2 separate regions of the Pan troglodytes genome follow, and region 1 is linked to region 2. Evidence: chromatin contacts called from public HiChIP or PLAC-seq data. All regions are on one chromosome and are shown on one strand. The core of a region is the stretch at or near the end of the contact, and the rest is flanking DNA. Distances in the headings are between cores, read along the strand shown. Region 1 holds the start of COG2 (component of oligomeric golgi complex 2). Region 2 holds the start of ARV1 (ARV1 homolog, fatty acid homeostasis modulator).

Region 1 (4,446 bases), core at 415-2,914, 340 kb after region 2:
AGTCAGAGAAGATGCTGGTGTTGAGCCTTAAGAAGTCAAGAGATGGACAAATTGAGATTATTCTGTACTCTGAGATTCTTGACGTCAACAAGGCCCCTGATCTCCGTGTATGGCCTTTCCTCTTCCAGGGCACCTCTCCCCAGCATGTACCCTTAGCTGTTTCTTTCTACTCTCATTTCAGGGTAACTCTTAGCCAGTAGGCAAAATGAAGGGTTTCTGGATCAATGAGTTGATTCTGTACATTCTTTGAGACATCCTAATGAAGTTACACCTTTTAGTACAGTGGTCTAATAGGCATATCACTTACAAGAATAAGGTACATTATTCCTGGGTATAGATAAGTCCTACATACGACAAATGATATGGTCACACTGAAGAAGATACAGATATACTTTAAAAAAAAAAACAGCTTTGGAGATGTAATCTGAATGCAAATATTATCAAAAAGAGATAGGCTAATTAATCTAGAAAAATAGAAAACATTATGTCACCAAGAAAGGCAGAGTAAGATTTCAACTCACTTGCTCAAAATTGTAGATGTCTACTAACAAGCTAAAACTTTTCGCTTTTTAACACTGAAAGCAGCTACAAAAAGGTGTCAAAAATCCTAGTCCTCAGGAAATTAAATATAAACATTTTTTGAATAGTTTAAGTGCAGACCCAGAGGGATGCACCAAGTAGGAGCAAAGCTCCTCCTAGCTCTCACTCAAAGCCTGGCCATTTTCAAGGCTGTACCTGATGAACTTTATCATCAGTGAAGTGTTTTCAGTTTATATTTCTTTTCTCTAAGTTTATGACCTACAACTACCAACTTCTTCAAATGCATCATGTAAAAAGAAGTAGAGCAACTTCTTTAAAGAGTAATGGTTTGCTTTGTCGTACTGCAATAGTCGGTAAGAATGTTCTAAGCTTCTAAATATCCCATTCTGGAAGCTTTAGCTGAATGTTAAGCAAAACTTCAGATTAAGTTCTTTTTCTTTCCGACCCGAGTCCCTAGGAAAGTACGTGGGCTTGGAGATTTATTCAACACACACTTAATGAGCTCCAAGGCCCCGGTCAACAAGCTTCTTTCCGACAAGGGGACTGGCAATCTGACTGCACTGCATGGTAGCAGGAACGGGTAACAGTTGCTTTGACATGCAGCTCAAAACCACTTGCCCAGAACTTTCAGGCCTTTCCATGTAACATGCACGATTTTACAGAAGTGCTTTCTCCAGGCTGCACCCGCCAAACCTGACGCCAAAAGACTCATTGCGAAGTGCAGCGAGGTCTCGGCGGAGGACCTGACACTGAGCGTGCGCAGGCAGGAGCAGCCGACCGAAGAGACGGCCACAGAGGGCACAGGGCAGAGGCATCCCCATGGCCCGGCTCCGGGGAGCGGACGCCGCGCGCACCTTCATGAACTCGTCCTTGTCGAAGCAGAGCGTGTCCGGCCCCTTGGGCAGGTTCATCCTACTTTTCTCCATCCCGCCGGCCACCACCTCTCAGTGCCAAGATCCAAGCGAGAAAACGCAGGAGGCTGCGCAGACGGACTCGGCGGCCGCGGCCACCGCCAGTTTCTACGGCACACGGGGTCCGCTTCCGCCAACATGGCAGCTCCCGCGCCGCGACCAATGAACGACGGCACCGCAAGCCGGCCTGCGCCTGGCTCTGGCCAAGAGGGGCGCGGGGGCCGCCGCTGCTGCGCGGGTAGGCCGTGCTGCCCTCATGCGGCGGAGGGCGGTACTGCAGCCTCGCGCGGGCTCCTGCAAGGCTGCCCACCTTCCTAGGAGGCGTGGCTGAGCTGCAGGGGTGGGTCAAAAGGGGTGAGCGGGTCTCCCTCCCACCCCCACCGTTTCTACTGGGAAAAATTGTCCTGCAACGCTTTTCCAGTGCCTTCTACCCTGAGACTGCTCTGCTTCGTTATGCATGGCCAGAAGTTGGCCCTTTGGTTCTCAGGCCCTTTTTCCAGGTTGGACGTATCACTGTGGTCGCATTCTTCACCTCCCTGTGCGCGGTCACTGCTGCTGATGGGCGCTAACGCCTCTATGGAGACCCCCGCCCTTAGCCTCTGTCCCCACAGAGAAGTGTAGCGTCTCCTCCACTGGGCTCCGTTACTGGGAACTCATAGGGAAGAAGGTGGTCAGCTAGGCGGCTTTGGGTCCTCTGAGTAGCTCCCTGCTCAACCTCGGTCTCCGTTCCAGGTGAGCAGCCTCTGAGCGCAACTTTGGGTCTTCAAGGTGCTTAAAGGAGTGCCTCGCTATCTGATTAAACACAGCAGACAAATACATGTGCATGCACATTTATTTTTAATTTCAACCAGGAATGGACAAATTTTTGTGTTGTGGCCAGTACTGGTGCAACCAAACCAATTTCTCAGACTGTCTTCCTCCTCCTCCCCCCACCCACCCCAATTTTATTCTGAAACGTTCTTCCTTTTTCTCCTCCCTTGCTTTTTTCTCCTCTTGTCCCTTCCGCTAGCTGTAAATACCGTGGTCAAATGATGATGATTCATTTTTCTTCTTTTCTCCTTGACATTCGGATGATTCAAACCACAAACCTCACTTCACACTCTTCATTCTGCAAACCTTTCCTTCCCGCTTCTGTTGAGGAATCTAGGCCTCTCCTCCCAATTTTTCTCCTTGGAGATAAGATTAATGCCATGATGGCCCGTAAAAAGGAATGGGACAGCAGAGGGTAAGACCTCACCATGAGACTTTGTATTTCAAGTATCTCAACTAGAAAACTGGTCACTTAAAAAAAAAATGTAGGCATAGAATCCAAAACGCTCTACTCCCTAGCACTGGACCTAGCAGGCCCTGTTGAAGAGCCTATTTCCTGCCAGTATCTACAGAACAGATGAACAGGATAAGAGCTGGAAGGTAGCTGGAGGATCAAAATATTCTGCCAGAGGAGCGATTGGGAAAAGTACATCCTAAGTCCCTGTTATGTTTGTTTTGCTGGAGGAAATGAAAACCTCATTTTCTGTTTAATTTTTTGTTTTCTCTTGTTATGAAAATTTTCAAGTACACAGAAGTCTGGAGAGCACAAGAACCCCACCCTATGTACTTAGCACCTCGCTTCAACCATCATCAACCTGTCTCCTCTGCCCCTCCCCACCCACCGCGTCGAGACTTTCTTTTTTTGTTGTTTTATATATATATATATATTTTTTTTTTTTTTTGAGACGGAGTTTCACTGTTGTTACACATGCTGGAGTGCAATGGCATGATCTCTGCTTACTGCAAACTCCACCTCCCAGGTTCAAGCGATTCTCCTGCCTCAGCCTCTCGAGTAGCTGGGATTACAGGCATGTGCCACCATGCCTGGCTAATTTTGTACTTTTAGTAGAGATGGTGTTTCTCCCTGTTGGTCAGGCTGGTCTCGAACCCCCGACCTCAGATCATCCACCTGCCTCAGCCTCCCAAAGTGCTAGGTTTACAGGCATGAGCCACTGAGTCCAGCCCTTTTATTGGAATATGTTTTAAAGCAAATTCTAAACACCATATCATTTCCTATCCCCTAATACCTCAGTTTACACATCAAAAGAAGAAAAAAAACCTGACATTTTATAACACCTAACAAAACCAACAATTCTAATAACCAATCTATAGTGGCTCTGAAAGGTGGGCCTTTATCCCAAGGTCACACTGTTAATAAGTGGCAAGTTGCAAACCCAGGCAGCCTGGCTTCAAAGCCCAGTACCAAGGCACGGGAGAGGATGCTGGACAGATGAAACAAAGATGTCTGCAACCCTGCCTTCTCTTTCGAGGCTCTGCAGGAAGTCTAGGTAAGCTGGAACTTGAACTCTTTCTTTCTTCACTGTAATTTCCTTCTGACATTGTTCCTGGGACTTTAGAAATAAAATGAACCTAAATTTGTACAGACTGGGCTTATCTTGAGGATGCTAAAGGGATTAAGTGGCAACAGCGATTGAGGGTCCCTGCTGCCTGCTGTCCTCCCAAGATTCAGAAGGGAACCATCAGGACCCCATGGAGTGGGCTGCGGCTTGGAGACACAGATAGTGGTGCAGACCACCACAGCCAGGCGCAACAAGAAAGACTTCAATGCTAGCATCATAATCTACAGAGGACAAACGCAAGAGAGAAAGCCTACACCTGCCCAGAGGACATGGCCCTGGGTTTCCACTCAGAGCTGATGTTCAACTGGCACACAGTATTTCAGCTGTGCTACTTGGTAAGTATTGCAACATCTCAAAGGTTGGTGAATGGCCTCTGTACAGAATCTGCTGCCCTGACCCCTACCTTGGCCTCATGATCCAGCCATTAGAGGGTTACTGCCTGGCTTAGCGGGGCTCCTCTAGCCAGCTTCTGATTGGCTGGTGTCTGTGCTGTTAAATATTTGTCTGCTGTTAAATATTTGAATGTCATCTCTGGTAGTGATACTTATTTCATAGTATTTGCAGGAAGAGAAAATTTAAAAGTGCATATAAAGCACCTGCCTAAT
Region 2 (4,348 bases), core at 1,570-4,069:
ATCAGTCCCTGGCTACTGTGTGGAGAGAAGACTGAAGAGGTGCAAGGATGATGTAGGGAGACCAGATAGGAGTTACAACAATAGTTCAGGTAGACATCATGGTGGCTTGGATGAGGACTGTAGCAGCAGTAGTGAGAAGTAGTGGATTCTGAACATAATTTGAAGACAGAACAGGATTTGCTGAATAACTGAATACGGGATGTGAGAGGAAGAGTAGCAATAGGGATGACACCAAGGTTTCTTGGTCTTAGGAGTTAAAATGGTAAAGTTGCCATTAACTGTGATGGGTATATTTGAGCTGTCTATTGAAATCCAAGTGGAGAAGTCAAGTAGGTAGTTGGACATTTAAGTCTGGAGTTCAGGGAAGAGGTTCAGGGTAGAAATATAAATTTGGAAATTGTCAAAATTTTGACGGTATTTAAAGCCATGAGACAGAATGAGCTCTTCAAGGGAAAGCATGCAGACAGAAAGAGGCACGATGACTATGCGTTGGAATACACCATGATTAAGAGGTAAGGGAGGTGAAGCAAAAGCAGAAAGGAGATTGAAGGGTAATAGCCAGTGAAGTAAGAAGACAATAAGAAGAGCACTGAATCCTGGGAAGCGCACACAGCATTTCAAGGAGGAGGAAGTAATGAGGTAAAATGCTGCTGATCATTAACTGAGAATTGACTACTGGATTTAGCAAAGTGGAAGTGGTGATCTTAACAAGAACAGTTTCTAATGAAATGCGGGTGGGAACGTGACTAAAGCAGGTTCAAGAGAAACTAGGAAAGGAAATAGACAGTACAAACATATCTTAGAAGGTCTGCTTTCTAATTAAGAAGAAAGAGCAGAAGCTAAAGGGGGAAGTGGCAGCAAGTGTATTTTGTTGGTGGTGTTGGTTTTTTTTTTTTGATGGAATAAGTAACAGTATGCATGCTGGTGGGAATGATTCAGCAGAAGGCAGAAGAAGACAGTACAGTAAAGAAATAACAAATGCTAGTATTGGGTTTATGTTGTTGCAAACCTAGTGGAAGTTCTCTTCTGTTTTCGCAGTGGCTCATGCCTGTAACCCCAACACTTTGGGAGGCCGAGGTGGGTGGATCATTTGAGGTCAGGAGTTCGAGACCAGCCTGGTCAACATGGTGAAACCTGGTCTCTACTAAAAATACAAAAATTAGCTTGGCGTGGTGGTGTGGGCCTGTAATCCCAGCTACTCGGGAGGCTGAGGCAGGAGAATTGCTTGAACTTGGGAGGCAGAGGTTTTAGTGATCTAAGAGTGCCCCACTGCACTCCAGCCTGGGTGACAGAGGGAAACTCTATCTCAAAAAGAAAGAAAGAAAGAAAAAAAACACCGAAATAAGATTGCCAGAAATCATGAAAGGCCTATATGAGGTTAATCGTCACAAATTTGTTTTTCCCCAGCAACGTACTGCTGCATGGGTACAGGGACAAGACCAGGCAATATGTTGGATTTAACAAGGGTTGACATTTTGACAAAAGAGGGAAAGTACTTGAGAGAGGAACAGGAAATTGAGGGTGTATGCACCAGAACGTTATGTGGTTGACAGATTATACAGGTATACACTCAGTTTGTCAATTCTCTTGTATATTACTACAGACCATAATTTACTAAAGAGATTAGAAAATCACAAGATCTGAAATGGGACAAAAATGTACTGTCTATTCTGTGACAGGTTCTTTGCTAATTAATACCCCCAAAGAACCTCCAACTTTGTAGACTCTTTAAACATAAGATTATTCTCTCTGCCGTAAAATAAAGAAGGGAAAGAGTAGCAGGAGACTCCATAGAGCCTTATAAGCCAGTTCAGGGATTCGGGCCTTAACTCTGAGATGGAAAATCATCAGAAAGTTCAAGGGTATTCTACGAACACCTTGAAATGAGAATTTTTACTTCCTCACTTTTGGGTTTTGTACCACCAACGTCTAGCATAATGCTTTGTACACTGTAGACATCCAATAACGACAATTGATGAAACCTTTAAAAAGCATCGTAGGTGAATTCAACATGGGTTGTGGAGGGTAAGGATGGTACCATCTCTCTGTAAAAGGGAGAAGAGCTAGAAGGAAGTAGCTTTGGCATGAACCAAAATGTCAACCTAATTGATCTTTAAATTTCTCTGCAAAATGCCCACATCTACCTCTGTCTGTCGGTCCGGTCCGTTCGCCGGCTTAGGTCATATCACCCAAATATGCCCCAGTATGAGAAAAGCGCTGTCGGGTAGCTGAGTTCTCTATCAGTACAGATATTCATGCAAAGATCCCGGGCGGGAATGTCAACTACCGAACTAAAGACTGTATCAGAGGACCCTGCTCCTCGCGGTCCCCAAATCCCACCGCGCCATTTTCTTCTCAAGGGCACCCCACATCTGACAACTCACACAGATGGTTATCTTCAGCACACCGTGGTTATAGTCTCGGTACAACTCTTTGGCCTCCTGGTTGCATTCGATGCACCTGTACTGGCAGGAGGCCGAGGCAGCAGTAGGAGTCGCTGCCACCCCACCCACGTTCCCCTTCCCCTGCTGCAGGCCGCTCCGCCCGCCGTTGCCCATTTCCACTCAACTGCAGTCCAGAACTTCCGATTCTGTGGAGGGTAAGACGTCAGACGCCAGACCGGAAGACTTGCGCCGCGCGGGGCTTTTGGGATTCGTAGTCCCGGCACCGGCAAGGCCGCCCCGGGCTGGCCGAGCTGGGACTACCATTCCCAGCACACAATGCTTCTCCCCTTGTCCCACCCCCTTGCCACGGTCCACCTGCCCGCCGTAGGTTAGAGGCGGGGAGGCCTGAGAGCCGGGCCAGGGCTGTCGCACATGCGCCTTGAGGGAAGATGGCACCTGCCGGCTGCTGCTGCTGCTGCTGCTTCTGGGGCGGCGCTGTGGCCGCCGCGGGCGCCGCCCGGCGTGTCCTGGTGCTGCTGCTGCTGGGGGTCCTGTCCGCCGGGCTGCGGCCAGGCGCCCTGGCCACCGAGCACTACTCGCCGCTCTCCCTGCTCAAGCAGGAGCTGCAGCACCGGCAGCAGCAGGAGGCCCCGGCGGGCGGCGGCGGCTGCAGCCCGCAGTCCGGGGACTGGGGGGACCAGTACTCTGCCGAATGCGGCGGTGAGTGGGCGGCGGCGGGCGTCCGAGTCGGCCGGGGCGGCGGGGCAGCGGGGCTGGGGTCCCGGGCCGGGGTACGGGTCGCCCAGGCCTCATGCCTCCGGCTGCAGCGCGCGATCCGCGGGAGCCGGCTCAGCCAGGGGTCCTGTCGGGCAGCTTCCCGCCGCTGCCACCCACGCCGCCGCGCGCCCTCCTGCAGCCGCCTTTGGGCAGGGCGGCGAGTCGAGAAATGAGCTGACAGCATGCTCCTGGGGCCAGGGCGGCCTCTTCTGAGTTTGAAGCAACTGTTGGAAGGGTGGCGGAGGAGATGGCAGGTGGCCCGGGGCAGCCCTGTTCCCGCCGCCGGCCTCCCGAGGATGCCGAAGGGGCGAGGGAGGGGCGGGCGGACGAGCAACCAGCCCGGCGGCTTGCGGAGCCCGCCCCCGGAGGGAGACGCCTGGCACATCTTAGGCCTGGAAATCAGGCTTCCTGACCTCCCGGGTTAATGTCTCGTATACAACAGTTCCTAAAAATTCGATCCCTGGAATGGAAAAAAAGAGCAAGCCCATCTTATCTGCTCGTTGACATCTTGCTTCCAGTTGTTTAAGATTAACCTGCGATCTGTCAGGTGTCTCCCAGAGGGAAAAAAGGCCCCTGCAGGCCTTGAGCCTGTGTGTCAGTGCCGTGTGTATATTGGAGCTACGCCAGCTCATTCATTAAGAATGGGCGCTATTGGCTTCAGTTTAATAAATCATAGCAGATGCCTCTGGGACAAAATACATGTGTACATTTTTTTGTTTTGAAGTTCTGTCGTGGGTCTTTTTACCCATCAATCTCTTCCCTTTCTCTTTCCCCCTTCTCTGTGTGAGTTCCCTTATGGCTTGCTTTGGGAAGGGCCTGAGTCTACCAAACCCACTAGGAGATGGTTGCTTTTAAGACTTGGCAGTGGTTTTCTTCGGCGTTGTGTACCTGGGAAAACAATACCTTTTTTTTTTAGTTGAGATGAGACGTCAAGATTAGCACAATCTGATTTCCTTTTAGCACAGTCTGACTTCCTTGAGGAAGTGTCACTCACTGAGAGGTTTGTGACTTTTTTATTTTGCGGTAGGCCTTAGCTGGTAACGGCGTAAGTAACACGGCCAGCCTTGCACGGTGGAGAAAGAATGGCGTTTACTTACCTCTGTCACTTTCTGTATCTCTGAGCAAGTGAATTACCTGTCTTTGTAAAATGCCTCCTCTGTAAGTGGAAAACACTGTTCACCTAATTG

The links. HiChIP or PLAC-seq counts read pairs in DNA pulled down with a chosen protein or histone mark.
Region 1: a contact with region 2 is called in an H3K4me3 HiChIP or PLAC-seq map of stem cell-derived excitatory neurons, with 4 times the contacts expected there. The contact joins the promoter of COG2 here to the promoter of ARV1 in region 2. A contact is called at or near these places in 1 of 7 Hi-C or Micro-C datasets (stem cell-derived neural progenitor cells) and 1 of 1 datasets of contacts at active chromatin or transcription factors (stem cell-derived excitatory neurons).

What each region holds. Positions count from the first base shown.
Region 1 is chr1:18,543,268-18,547,713 of NHGRI_mPanTro3-v2.0_pri, forward strand. It overlaps COG2 (component of oligomeric golgi complex 2), which reads right to left and starts at 1,665. Exons shown (of 18, transcript XM_001148147.6): 1 at 1,395-1,665. The coding sequence starts at 1,466.
Region 2 is chr1:18,206,642-18,210,989 of NHGRI_mPanTro3-v2.0_pri, forward strand. It overlaps ARV1 (ARV1 homolog, fatty acid homeostasis modulator), which reads right to left and starts at 2,820. Exons shown (of 6, transcript XM_016940784.3): 1 at 2,385-2,820. The coding sequence starts at 2,558. TTC13 (tetratricopeptide repeat domain 13) reads left to right here and starts at 2,746. Exons shown (of 21, transcript XM_054660048.2): 1 at 2,746-3,104. The coding sequence starts at 2,834.